Linked DNA regions of Gossypium hirsutum: region 2 is linked to region 1. Evidence: chromatin contacts called from public Hi-C data. All regions are on one chromosome and are shown on one strand. The core of a region is the stretch at or near the end of the contact, and the rest is flanking DNA. Distances in the headings are between cores, read along the strand shown.

Region 1 (7,391 bases), core at 1,845-4,344:
TAATTAAAAAACCAAGATTAATTTATCAAACACTTATATTCACCGAACAATTTTTTAATGTAAAATTCAGTAATATAAAAAACTCTACACTTAATTAATCCATACTTAATTTTTCAATTGGTTAAACTAAACTTAAATTTATTCTTTTTTAAATTTCACTAGAATCAAAATATAATTTAATTTATAGCAATTAAATTTTATTATTTTTTAATTAATAAAAAGAGAGAAATGAATAAAATTAAGTAAAATTACATGATTACTGATTAATAAAGATATAGTTATTTTTTATTTAAAATTTACTTGAAATATAAACCGTAAAAGGTTTATGTTCTCTTTTCTTTCAATCAAATCTGAAGTTAAATGTATTTTCAAACGTCAGCAATCTGATATTCATTTTAGATAAGAGGATTAATATATAATTTATTTTCTAAACTTGTCCAAAAGGACCTATTTGATTCCTTTATTTTATACTTAATTGATGCACTAAAACAATAATTTGTGCTAACGTGACATTATGTTAACCCTAAAAAATTAAGCTATTAACAAATTGGAGCAATATTTGTAACGGACAAGTTTAGATACAAATTAGGTATAAGAAAAAATTCAGGTACCAACTAAGTATTCTGGACAAATTCATTGAGTAAATTACATATTAACCCTAGATAAAAAAATTATCAAAATTTTCTCGGTACATGAGCATAATTAAATATTATTGTGTTATAATTTGGAAGAAAATGCAGTACATTATCACAATCTGAATGAGTTTTGAATGCCAGCATTAATAGTACATGATCTTAGAGGACAATCTGGTGATACACAAATGGAATATGTAGCTCTCTACCTGATTTACATAAACAACTAATGTACATGGCTGCTATCTGTCTTCTTCTGGAAAAGAAGTGATCCTAGAAGAACAGCGATGCCGGTTATTGCAATCGTGAATAGAATTCGTCTCCTTGAATATTCCGATGCCTGCCTTCTTGGATGAGCTTGTTCCCTTTCGGCTGCCCTCACATCCCTAAACGGTCCCAAACATATTAATTAAAACTAATTATAATCGGAGAAGAAAACAAAGAGCAGCATTCTGATACAGTTTTCAGTTATGTCAACAGTTAAAACACCAAAACTATAGGTATAATCAACGTTAGGTGCACAACATAATAAAAATAAAAGGCTTTATCCGCCGATCTTAGTGAAAATAGAGTTAGTGAAAATAGAGGTACATCCCTTGTACAGCCGCTTGACACAAACTAGATAGATTTTGCCATATTTCCCGACTGGCAAGATGAAGGGAGGGGAAAACGGACAATAATCAGTAAAAGTACCAAAGGGGCTCTTGTACTAGGAGTCAGATTGCATTTTACCCCCTTTGCTAAAAAAATGGACAAATTAATCCTTATACGTTAGATCAAAGAGCAAATTAATCATTTCTAATAAAAGTTTCATCCATTTGTACAATTAAAAACAGACATGGTTGACAGAATAACCAGATAGTGACACGTGACGTGCCTTGCATATCTCATACCAACATACAGGGACCATTTTTTAACAGTGGAAATGGATGGAATTTTTAACAAAATAACCGGTTTGCTCTTTGATCTAATGTAAAGGGATTAATTTGACTATTTTTTTAGTAGAAGAGGAAATGAAATCTGACTCCTACTATAAGCCTCCATGATTCTTTTACCGACAATAATCACATGGATTATATAAACATTGATTACATATCATGGCTAAACTCCAGACTGAAATGAATACTTTCCAACATAACTCATTGGGAACTAAAAGCTCCCATTTTCGAGAATGAAATTAATAATGAGTACAAAAAGCTATCCTATACCATCAAGGTACCAACTCTTTGGTGTTATATACAAGTCCAGATTGCAAGGCATCAATAACAAGGTTATAAAAAGAATTATAATTTACGGAAAAGCAGTAACTAATAAAATATCTACCCAACATTCCAATAGGGAATTATATTATAGCATAAATACCTGGAAGATCCCTCATTGTTTTCTGCAATACCAGTACACCTACTTTCGTGGTTATATCTTTCTCTCAGTCTAACGTATCTGTTACACAGATGACACAGTTCCGTCCGGTTCCCACATACTTCCTAAAATCGCAAAGCAATGGCAACATTGTAACAAGTTCAACTAACAAGTACTACCATTGGATCCATTTATATGTAAATTAATACAGATGTAGTACCTGATGCTCAGCCAGATCAATGGCGGGCAATGGAAACTCACAAAAATCACAAGTAACAATCCTCTGGGGGCAAATTTCACCTTTATGAATAGCCAGAATTTCACGTTCCATTGTCTCACTGCACAGTGAACACGCCACCTGCTCGAACAGTTACGGTGTCAATAGTATCACAAATGTTACTACACGCATCATGTTCGAACAGAATTGATTCACTTAAAAGGAAATAGAAAAGACCTACCGGAGCATGGGTGTTTAAGAAATGTTCCTCTGCATGCTTTTTGGGAATCATATCACCACAAACTTTACATCTTTCTAAATTACGGGAGCAATGAGCATAATGCAAATCAATGTTAGAAGAAGGTATGGCCCTGTCACTGAACCATTAAGAAGGAAAAGTACTCGTTAAAGGTTCTTCTAAATTCACATGAACTCAATACAACAATAATCGAGAATTTTAGGTCTTATTCAACTAAATTCACTCCCTTCCCAACTTAATTTGTTCAAAACATAAATTACTAATCATTTCTTTATGCATCAATGAATCTCATACTACAAATCAAGCAACAAATTTAAGCTGAAATAAACAAAAAGGACGGGGATCGAGAAGAAAATTCAAGGAATTGAAATTAAATTCTAAAAAATTACCAGTGATTGCATATGCGGGTGGTTTCTTCCGAAGCAATTGCCATAGCGATCCGTTTCAAAATCTTTGGGCAACAAAGGGTATGAATGGAGAGGTAAAATTAAATAAGGGGAACTTAAAATTAGTGATCAAGATTAGTAAATAACCTGCAAAAAGCCGGGGATTTTCTTTAAAACTCTCCTCGTTCCTCTCTAGGAAATTAGAGTAAAGAGGCTGAGAGAGTTTTTCTGACTACTACTTTGGTTGAGCAAACAGCTTTACATGAATAATGACTTTGGAGTTTGGACAGTCCACCGTTCAGCTTTTTCTCCACTCGCATTCCGAGGGAGGTGAGTTACACGATTATTTGCAATTTGGGCCTAACTTAATGATTGGGCTTTCAAACTTAGCTTGGAGTACGGAAAGAAGGTAAAGGTGAAATTGCCTTAACCCACCCAACCAATCATGTGCTATTGGGGTTGTAACTTGTAATTGAAGTTAGGGGCCTCCCAAACTATCCCACAACAACAGAATGTGTTGCATAGTTTCCACCATGTCATTGCAACCAACTTTTTTTTTTTTGGGTAAACTTATAAATATTCACTCAATTGTTAGTGTGTTTCGTCATTCAGATTTAAATTTCTTTTATTTTAGTTACTAATATTATTAAAATTGAATATTTTGGTCCCTCGTCCCTTAAATCACTAATGGAGTGCTGACTTGGCCATTTTTATTGGCATAATCACAAATATAGTCCTCCAACTTTTACAAATTCTATCAATTTGGTCCTAATTCTAACAAATTTAATCCTCAACTTTACACATTACATCAATATAGTCTTGATTCTTAAAATTTCAAATTTTAAAATTCAAAAACTTAATATTTTATTTAAATGTGTATTTTTTGATAAAAATATATAATATTTTAATAAAAAATACGTACAAAATTATGGAAAATATTTATAAATAAATTAATATTTATTTGTCTCATTTTCTAACATGACATAATTTATTAAAAAATAGTTTTATAAATAAAAAAATTTAAGGGAAAAACAATGAAAAAAGCTTAAGCAGATTCAACTTTTCTTTTCTTTCAACATCGATGACCACCATGTTCAGTGGGATATAAAACTATAGCCTAAGGTAAAAAAATGGTAAGAATCGATGTCTTTAAGTTGCTACCTAGAACGAGTTTATTGCGTTTGAGGGCAAACATAATTGGGGATATATAAGTGAGAATGATAAGAACTCCACAACCTATTTCTAGTTTGATGGCACGTTAGAAAAAGAGAAAATGAATATTCATTTATTTCTAATTTTGTATTTATATTTTATAATTTTAAATGTATTTTATAAAATCTTATATATTTTTATCGAAAAATGAACGTTTAAATATTTTGATTTTTTGATTGTTTAAAATTTTGAATTTTGAAATATAAAGAATCAAGACTAAATTGACATAATGTATAAAGTTAAGGGTTAAATTCATTGATTTTTTTAGAATTAGAACCAAATTGATAGAATCTATAAAAATTGGAGCACTAAATTTGTTATTTTACCAATAAAAACGACCATTTCAGCATTCCATGAGTGATTTAACTATGAGTGACCAAAGTATTAAATTTCGATAACGTTAGTGACTAAGATAAAAAAATTTTAAATTTAAGTGACCAAAACAAAAACACTCCAATAGTTGGTGACCCATGTGTTTCTAGATGGCAGTTTCCATCAATTTAGCTAATAATGATTGGTGGCCAAAATGTTTTCATCATCTTTGGGAATAAATTTGTTATGTTTCAGGCTCTTTCTCAACTCTAATACATCATTTTAATAGGTAATCCTGTTGTGTTCAATGTAGATTAATTTTTTTTATGAATTTTCATGCGGTGGCTAGAAGTAGGGAGTAAATGAAGAAGAAAAAGAAGAATGGTAGAAGCAAGGGTGGCATGGAGGGTAAAAACGGGTTAAGGAAGAAGATGATGAATAGTGGTAGGGATAAAAAAAGTACAAAATGTTGATATGGTGTGCACAGTCAATTGTGTTAGGGATTTAAAGTTTAGGCAACTAAAATGGAATAATTTTTTTTTGGTAACCGAAATGAAAAGTAGCCAAACTTACCCTAAAAATAAAATAGTAAATAACCGGACTCACAAGTTATTGGTTTCTTAGTTTCTTTTTTCCTTCTCAAAGCTTGGTTTGGACAAGATTAGGTTTCCAATCGAGTTGGTGCGCTCTGATCTGAGTTGTACTGGTGTGCTCTGTTCTAATAATTTGCTCAATGCCTTAAGGATAAAGGAGTAAAAAGACAGATATGTTGCTTCTACTGTGCCTTTCAAATCAATACTTTCTCTCATCACTCTCTTGTTTGCGCCAAACTCATGTCTCGCCCTCGGTCCTCTGCCCCTGTTGATGTTTTTTCCAATTGCTCTTCTGTTTTCTGTCAGGTAATAAGCTCAAGAAAGACCCGACCTTGCTTTACTTTTGGATATTTTTCTCTTCAATTATGGACTTGTCTTACTTATTCTTTCTTCATTGATATATGTTAGGATTAGAATAATAAAATTCTAGTTTTAGTATTTTGATGCCTATTAGAATTAGAATTCTATATTTTATAGTTTTAGCATTTTGACGTCTATTAGAATTAGAATTCTAAATTTGATCTCTATAAATATAAACATTATAATAAACATATGAAGAAAAACAATACATAATTCTCTTTTTTATTAGTCTACTTTTTTTTTAGCTATGACTATTACTGGTAGAGGAACAATATTAGAAAATTATTATCGTAAGAAAGGATGGAATTCAAAGAGTTGAAAACTAGAAAAACAGGGGGCTTGATTGGTCGAACCTCCCTTGTGACATCATTGAATGTATAATTGGATGTCTGAATTGAACAAACTGAATCCGGGTACAAGAAATTTGCAAGGTTTAGTCAATCCCTAGTCGTCACATACCCACCATTGATAAACTCCCCCGGGCATTGAAAAAATTTAGTTGGACAATGATCAGATAAACGTTGAGTGCCAACTACTCGACCCTCTTTCTCGAGAGTGTGTTGTGAAAGAATCCATAAGAGAGAGAGACCCTCTGGTTTTTCTTCATGCAAGTGTGACACCTTACATCCGACTCGATTATTGGATCTGAATGCGTGATGTCTGTAACAGTTCGTTTTCAATGAAATCAAAACAGTGGTTTCAGGACCACAAATCCAAAGTCAAAGAATTTATTTTATTATTATTTTATTGCATATCGTTGTTGAAACCATTTTTTGAGAAACAAAAAAATTAGTCTAGACTTAAAAATGAAAATTGGAATCGCCACCGATCCTTTATTAAGGTGTGATCAGATCACCTTAAAATTGATTTTGGTCTACGAATTTTAGTAAGAAAATGGGCTCGGAGTCGGTTACGCGTGAGGAAGGGTTAGCTCCCTCGTAACGCCCAAAATTGGTACTGAATCGATTAATTAATGTCTTAAAGTCGAATGTCAAAATTTTGAGAAGGTTAAAAACGATTCCTCTTTTTATTAATGCCATATTTTTTTAAGACAATACTTGGATAAACTTGGATGTAAAAAGGCCTTCTCATCTCGAGCCACAAAAGGTTATATCCCGTAAGTTAGGATGTAACACTTGAATTCCCGAGTATAAGCTAACCCTTAAAAAATCTTTACTAAAACTTGATATATTTAAAAATTAAAAAATATTTAGCAGTTTTAGTTCGACGAGAGTATCGAAACCCCGTAAGTTAGGGCACAGATCCTCGAAGTTCCAAAAAAGACGTATAAGTTTGCCTTTATTAAGAAAACCTCGTCTCGAGACATCGAAATGTCATATCCAATGAGTTAGGACACAATGTTTCGAATTCTCGAGATAAGTTTTGATTCGAAATTTTTACGTTTGTAAAAAGGGATACTCGGTTACTTAAATTCAACAAGGGGAATTGAAGCCCAGTAAATTAGGGCACAATCTTCTCGTGAATCTTGGATACCGAACATTTTAAAAATTTATGGACAAAACAATTTCGATATTTTTCTAAACAGATGTAATGCGTTTGAATGGTAGCGCATAATCCAAAATGATAATTCGTACGTTACGATACATGTCAATGAACGATAAATCATCAAATAATATAAACAAGCAATGTAAGAACAATAATCTTGCATCATATTAGCAATCGAAAGCTAAAGAATTAAAAGCTAATTTCAAAAGAAATAGCCCTACATGAAATAATAATATCTTGATAAATTTTAAAATAAACATTATATAGGAAGAAAATCAAAATATGTTATATATATAAAATATATATGTTAAGGAAAATGGAAGACTTAATAATAATATACAATAATATATGTAAAAAGTTGATATAAGCAAAATATATTAAAATTTATATCTATTAAAACATAAAATATATTTAAATGAATTAAAATATATATAATATAAAATTAAAATCATTAAAGATATATAATATTTGGGATTAATATATAAAAGAAATAAGAAAAATATATTATAAAATTAAATAACGACATATAATAGTAATATATATAAATTAAAATAA
Region 2 (6,887 bases), core at 4,039-6,538, 230 kb after region 1:
AAGATTGATGTCAGTGCGATACTCCACTAGGAAATTGCTGACTACATTGCACGGCAAACTAGAATTTTGGTTTTCCCATCGTTGGTGACGCTACTGTGCCAGCAGAAATAGATCGGCCCCATGATGATGATGAAGTCTTGGAAAATAAGGGTCCGATCAATGAAGCATCTATTGAAAGAATGAATCGTGGCAAAGATACGCCGACAATGAAGGAGGCACAGACCAGCAAGATAAGGAAGGGCAAAACTAAGGCAAAGACCAAGGGAACAAACCTGATTACAAAGACATCGTTGTTGCGTAAAATGAAAGAGAAAGAGAAGTTGGCCAATTCCATCAGTAATAAGCAGATCAGGCTTGTCGCTACAATAGATGATATGGACAGATCATAAAATTTGTTCTATGCTTATAACAGTGCCTATAACAACTTTATTGTAGCCACATTACATCAGCTATGCCCGACCCCACTCCTAGAATTTCAAGTGTTCCCATCGATTATCTGAGAGTATGAACCCTCCTCCGAGGAAGATAACCTAGGGGACCGAGATAGATCGGTGGAATCCCCTCCCATTGTACACGCCTCTAGTATTGAGAAAGAATAATACTCAAGGGACGTTGAGGAGTGCATGCAACAGATTGATAGCCTGATCGAGGGTAACTTTATTGCTAGTCAAGAAACACCTGCTGTTGAAAAGGAAGTTACTGTGGAAGAGGAGGACATCTGTGTTGAAGTTGTGAATGAGAAGGCCGAGGAAGAAAATACTAAGACAGAAGCTGCTGAGAAAGAATCTATTGAGGACATTATCAATGCATCTGATTTAGTGGGTGAAACTATTGATAATCTAGAGCGAAATGGAGCTAGACCGGCGGAAGCTACAGAGGTAACTAGTGAGGAGCACCACAACTCCTTGGCGGTAGTGGTCTATACTGGACTACTCAAGGTGACCCCTCCTACACAAGAAGCAGCCAATGATGCTGAGGCAACGCTGAAAACTAAGGAGCGATTCGAGGACCGTGCGAAGCCTAAAGAAAAGAAGAGAAAGCGCTCCAAAGATAAAAAAAAAGTGAAAGAATGAGAAGAAAAATATGAGGAAGAAAAAACATTATGTAGCCACATTGATGTCCGATGAATACTGAGTTAGTTTATTTTAAGTTTTAGCTGTAGCATTCATACATTACATGTAGTTGTAATTTTCATTTTATTAGTGCACATTGTCGTTGCATTTTTATTGTCATTGCATTTTAATGTTAGAACATTGGGGACAATGCAAACTTTAAGTTTGGGGGAATGCATATGGGTTTTGGGAATACACCCACATTTTAATTTTCTTTTTTGAAACATACAAGGTTTATTCGTGGTTAATGCAAATGTGTTTGAAAATTTTTGTTACATTCGATGCTTAATTCTTGAATCATGTAAACTATCAATGAATGAGTTGGATAAATTTGACTGAATGTTGTATCTTTAATTCTTTGATGAATGATTTAGGTTGCATTAGTAATGGATGACTAGTAGCATTCCTTGAATCTTGAATGAATCTGCCTTTTACAGCTACTCAAATGTATATATAGTTATGAATAAGAGACACTACAAAGTGGGTGTATTGTGAAATGTTAAAAAGGGAACACTCTAATGTAAGCATTAGAAAAATGAATCTAGCCAAAGGCTGTCACTGCACGAGTGTGTGTCAGCGCAATTACGTACTCCCTGAGGGTTTGTTGCACTCCATCGTTACTTCTCAAGAACAAGGGTACAATAATTCAACGATATCCCTTGTTCACAAAAAAGAATAAAAAAAGAAAGAGAGAGAAACATATATTGTACAATAAATGTTGTATTGGTAGATAGAATTTAGGATTTAAAGTATGATACTAGTTTTGACGAAGTTGCAATCTTATTCATTCATACTTCTGTATTGTCGATGCAATATTTTGTCATTTGAATGTAACTCATTCATTGGGATTTTAGGTGATTCAAGTTGCTAGAATGATCCTTAGCAAATTCTTGTGTAGCCTTGCTAGTTTTTGTTTTACTTGAGGACAAGTAAAAACTCAAGTTGTGGGTGTGATAGTACTAGAAAGAACATATGTTTTCTCTCTACTTATTGGTTAATTTGTACCAATTTAGTTATCTTTAGCACATATTTTAGCTTTTTCATTTTAGTAAATTACATTTTATAACTCGGTGGATCTCAGCCTATTTATCCTTAATTTTGTCATGTTTTGGTACTGATGTCGCTGCATGAGTGTTTTTAGATTACGCCTAGAATTGTCACCGTATTTGACAGCTGTCCGAATAACAACAAAAAAGTGTGAGATATCCAATCTGGTACAACTAACATGTACGTACAGAGGCAGCATGAGTCTGATGAAAGGACAAATGTGCTATTTGGATAAATATCAATAAATTTACATGAAAATGGGGAAGAGAGTAGAGGATCTTCTTCAACCTTTCTTTTGAAGCTTTTTAGCTATAGCAGCTTAAATCTCTTACGGGTGAACCGACATGAACGGGATGCAGGTTAGCTCTTGACGAGGAGCCCTGGGTGTGACACAAGAGTGAGTTGAGAGATCAAGTCGAGATTTTCTAGGAATAGTGCTATCCACTTGCTTCTTTTATATTTCTTTTTTAAACGATGGTGATTACTTTCTATTTTATGTTTGTATGGAAGTAAACATGATTTATGGGTTAAATGTTATTTTATTCAATCTTGCTTCTATTGTTTAATCTTTGAGTTTGAATATTTTTAGCATGGAAATATTATTGCGGTCACTAACACTAAAAAGTGCAGCAATAGTTCAAGCTAACAAGCATGACAACGAAAGCTGCTTGAGGATTAGAGGAATTTAATCCACTTGTTCTTAATAGTGTTCTATTACCAACATCAGAAGGTGTGGTTAATGTGCATGTTTAAGTCTTAAATTAAATATAGAAGTTAAGTTTGGTAAGATATTCATTATAGTTTAATGCATTGACAATCACCTATCCTTTTTACCTTGTGAGCACTTAGTATTCTGTTGAATATTCACGTTGGGGATCCCAGTTTCTCATTATTATATTTTATCTTATTATTTTCAAGTTATTGCTTCGACAACTACTCTCACAATTTATCTCATTTTATCTATTTATTGCACTAACATTGATAGACAAAAGACAACCATCCTCGTGGGATCAATATCCGACAGACTCATATCTATCTACTATACTTGCATCGACAGTGTACGCTTGCACATTATTGCTGTGACTTTAAACAGCCGACCACTCTACGATTTTACTATTGGACCAATCGAGAGTTCTGTGTTGTTCGTTGTTTCGATTGAAAGTTTATTAGTGTAAGTTCTATCGTTATTCTTCTGTTTCTGATTGATTTCATTTATTCTTGTCGAGGTTAGTTATTATTGCCAGTCGTTATGAACTTTCCGTTAATTATTCAATTGGCTTTCTTGTTAGGTGAAGATTTTAAGAGTAACGTTTCTCCAACAAATTAGGGTTGAATAATTGATGTTCTTTCTTCAATAAGTGAATGGTTTTGTTTTGGGGTTTTATTTGCGTTGAAGTTTTCGACGTAGTTCAGTTTAAAGGCTAATTAGTGTTTGGTTTGATTATTTCGTCTGAATAGTCAATTTATTGTTGTTTTTAGGTTCTGAAATCTTTTTTTTTTAATTTTACGTTGAATCTATTTCAGGTGTGTAATAAAATTGAGAATTCTGCGAATGACAAAAGTCGAAATTCATGGCTGTCGATGCCACATAGTCGTGTGTGTGCCAGGCCATGTGGTAGGCCGTGCTAAAGACTATTTTAGAATTAGAGTCACACGGGCATGTGTCTAGGCCGTGTGAGAGACTTTTTGGGTTTTGAGTCACACGGGCATGTGTTAGACCGTGTAAGTCTCTATTTTGAATCACACGGTCGTGTGCTAGGCTGTGTGATAGATCATATGCGACATTGATATGGGCCATACAAATGTGTACCATGTTGTGTAGGCCACACGGGCCAGCCATCCAAGCCATGTGAATCTACACGGGCCTATGGGCCAAAAATTGAAATGTTTCTCTAAAGGTTGTAAACGTCATTCTAATCAAACATAGGCCTACTCTAAGGTACATGTGATCTGAATTAGGCTACATAATTTGATAGATGATGATCTGATAATGAAACCTGTTAATTGTACTTATATTCGATGTGATATCTATTAATTGAGTGTGAGCTGTATCATCTGAATATGATTTGAATCAGGATAATTGTATATACATTACTAGTATCTGATAATTCTGTATCTACATTGGCTTGAGATCTATGTAAATGAGGAAGTGCGGGCAGTTTAAAAATTTGTCGTTTCTGGTGGCTAAGCCACATATATATATATATATATATATATATATCTGATTCTGACAATCTATCGCATTCTGATATGGCAGCTAGACTACAAATATTCTGAAACGTGACATATTTTGGCAGCTAGACTACATGTATCACATAGTGCAAGGAGCACGATCATTCCGCTTAATCATTTTATCATGTTATCTGGAATTACACTGTTACTAATTTCTGGGATTGTTATTTTTTTTTAAGACTGGATTTTATGGTTTGATTATTATCGTTTAAATGTTTTTGGTTCGTTTGAATTCTTGATTATTAAAAGTTGGATTTTTCATAAGTAGTTTAATATAACTCTCCAGATTTAGTTATAATGTCTAGGCCGGGTTTGGGGTGTTACAACCTCTATTGTCAACCCCTTTAAATTTGCTTCTACTATTAAAGTTAAAAAGTGTCGCTTTTGAAAAGTTTGATAGTGTTTACTATTAAAAATTGCTTTTGTAAAAATAAAATGTCTATTTTAGACATGATATTATAAAATAGGACATAATATTATAAAATAGAAGATATATTGATCTTCTTTAACGAAGGTAAGAAAATAATTTCAATGAAAATCACATTTACAAAAGCCAAAAGCTAAAAAAAAATTAGTTTTTAAGCTTAGGTTAAAATCCATATTAAAAAACGTGGTTTTGTTTGAAAAGTTTATTGTTTATTATTATTTATTTGAAATCATTATTCAAAATCATTATTTTTGGTTGGTGATCATTAAAAATTTAGGTTTATTGGGATATTTTGATGATAGAAAAAGTAAAGCATTCAAATTAAAAAAAAAATAGGAGGGGAGTAATTTGAATAAGTCTAGATAGTAGAGGGCATTATCGTCAGAAAAAACTCCAGCCCAGCCCCCGTCCGTAGTTTAAGGAAGGGCATTGATGGCATTATACCCAAAATACCGCAATCTCTTTTTAGTTTGTATTTCATGGAGATGTAAATTAAACTTGAAGAAAACAAAGATCCCTCTCCCGAAGAGATTTCCGTTTCTTTCTGCGCAAGAACCTTGTCAGGCGTGTCCTCTCCACGCTCTTCTACGGCTTCAATCACTTCTATACACGCCTATCCTTTTCTTCTTCTTCTCCTTCTTCTTCCCTCTCTCTCTCTCTGTCTCTTTCTGCTTTCAAAGGGTTTTAGTAGGTGCTTTCCCTTTTTCTTAAACCCTACCTAGGGTTTTCACAAACTCCCAATTCAACTTCTTTTTTCTTTAATTACCCTGCAATTTTCCACCAATCAACAACTATGATTCAAAATACCAAGAAACAGAAAAAGGGTTCAATTAGTGAGGAAGATATCTCTACTCTTTTACAAAGGTCCCGCTTCCTTTTATTCGTTTTTCCTTTATTTTCATCACTTTTTATCTTGACTTCATTCTGTTTCGCTAATATTAGGGTTCTTTTTTTTATATTATTTTTGGCGTGGGCAGGTATACAGCAACTACTGTTTTGGCACTGTTACAAGAAGTGGCGCAATTTCCTGGTGTAAAGTTGGATTGGAATGCTTTAGTCAAGAAGACTTCTACTGGCATTTCGAATGCGAGAGAGTACCAGATGTTGTGGCGCCATTTGGCCTACAGAGACGTTTTGCTTGAAAAATTGGAAGATGGGGCTGATCCCTTGGTCAGTGTTCTAGTTTTGTGTTATTCTTTGGTATAATATGTTGCTATCTTTTGGCCATGTCTAATTTAAAAGATTTGTTGAAGTTGTTTAGCTACTGCCTTATATGATGTGTTTTTGAAATGTAGTTTGGCAATTGCTGTTAAAAGAAACACTTCCTTAAATTAATATACTATTTCAATATGATGTAAATCTTTTCTGTGTATTGGAATACTATTCCTTAATTGAGGGTTTATATCCTTCCAGATATTCTAACTTATAGCCTGCCAATCTGCTATAGTCTTGGTTTGACTTTGGATTTGGGAGATCTTATAATATTTTGTCCACTGATCCAACGGCTAAAGTTGTGGTTGCTAATTTATAAATTAGTCCTTTTGGTTGAAGGACAAGTGTTCTTGATAGTTTATGGCTCTAGTCCGGTTATTTAACTTCTTATTTTGCAGGATGATGACAGCGACTTAGAATATGAATTGGAACCTTGCCCTTCTGTTAGTAGTGAAACTTCAGCAGAGGCTGCTGCATGTGTGAAGGTAAGTAAATTATTTGTTATTCCCATAAAACTATCGTTTTACCTTTTATGATGGAAAAAGTAATGGTAGTTTAGAAACCATAGATGACATGTTAGAAAGTTAATACCAAAGTTAGTATCTCTTGCCAGTAACATGGTTGGTTCTGCTTCTAATGGTTGGAATATTAGGAAAGCAAATACTTAAACTGTATGGATCGACTAAGTGATATTAGTAGAAGATACTTTTGACCAAATCTGGTTAATAGGTAACCTGTAATCTCAATGAAAGATAAATAGTTTTGGCTGTCCGACTACCTTCTCTTCCAATTTTCCAAACTGGTTTTATCTTGTTGCTCATTTCATTTCCATGCAAGTAAAATCAGATGGTTAATCT

What was found. A called contact is a pair of places that touch in the nucleus more often than the background predicts.
Region 2: a contact with region 1 is called in a Hi-C map of leaf, with 2.0 times the contacts expected there. The contact joins the promoter of LOC107922340 here to the promoter of LOC107921095 in region 1. A contact is called at or near these places in 4 of 34 Hi-C or Micro-C datasets (all in leaf).

What each region holds. Positions count from the first base shown.
Region 1 is chrD01:23,728,030-23,735,420 of Gossypium_hirsutum_v2.1, forward strand. LOC107921095 (XIAP-associated factor 1) reads right to left here and starts at 3,095. Exons shown (of 6, transcript XM_016850963.2): 1 at 3,001-3,095; 2 at 2,857-2,918; 3 at 2,450-2,585; 4 at 2,212-2,349; 5 at 1,995-2,116; 6 at 700-1,018. The coding sequence starts at 2,900. The coding sequence ends at 859.
Region 2 is chrD01:23,960,771-23,967,657 of Gossypium_hirsutum_v2.1, forward strand. LOC107922340 reads left to right here and starts at 5,289. Exons shown (of 6, transcript XM_016852333.2): 1 at 5,289-5,682; 2 at 5,796-5,988; 3 at 6,429-6,515. The coding sequence starts at 5,612.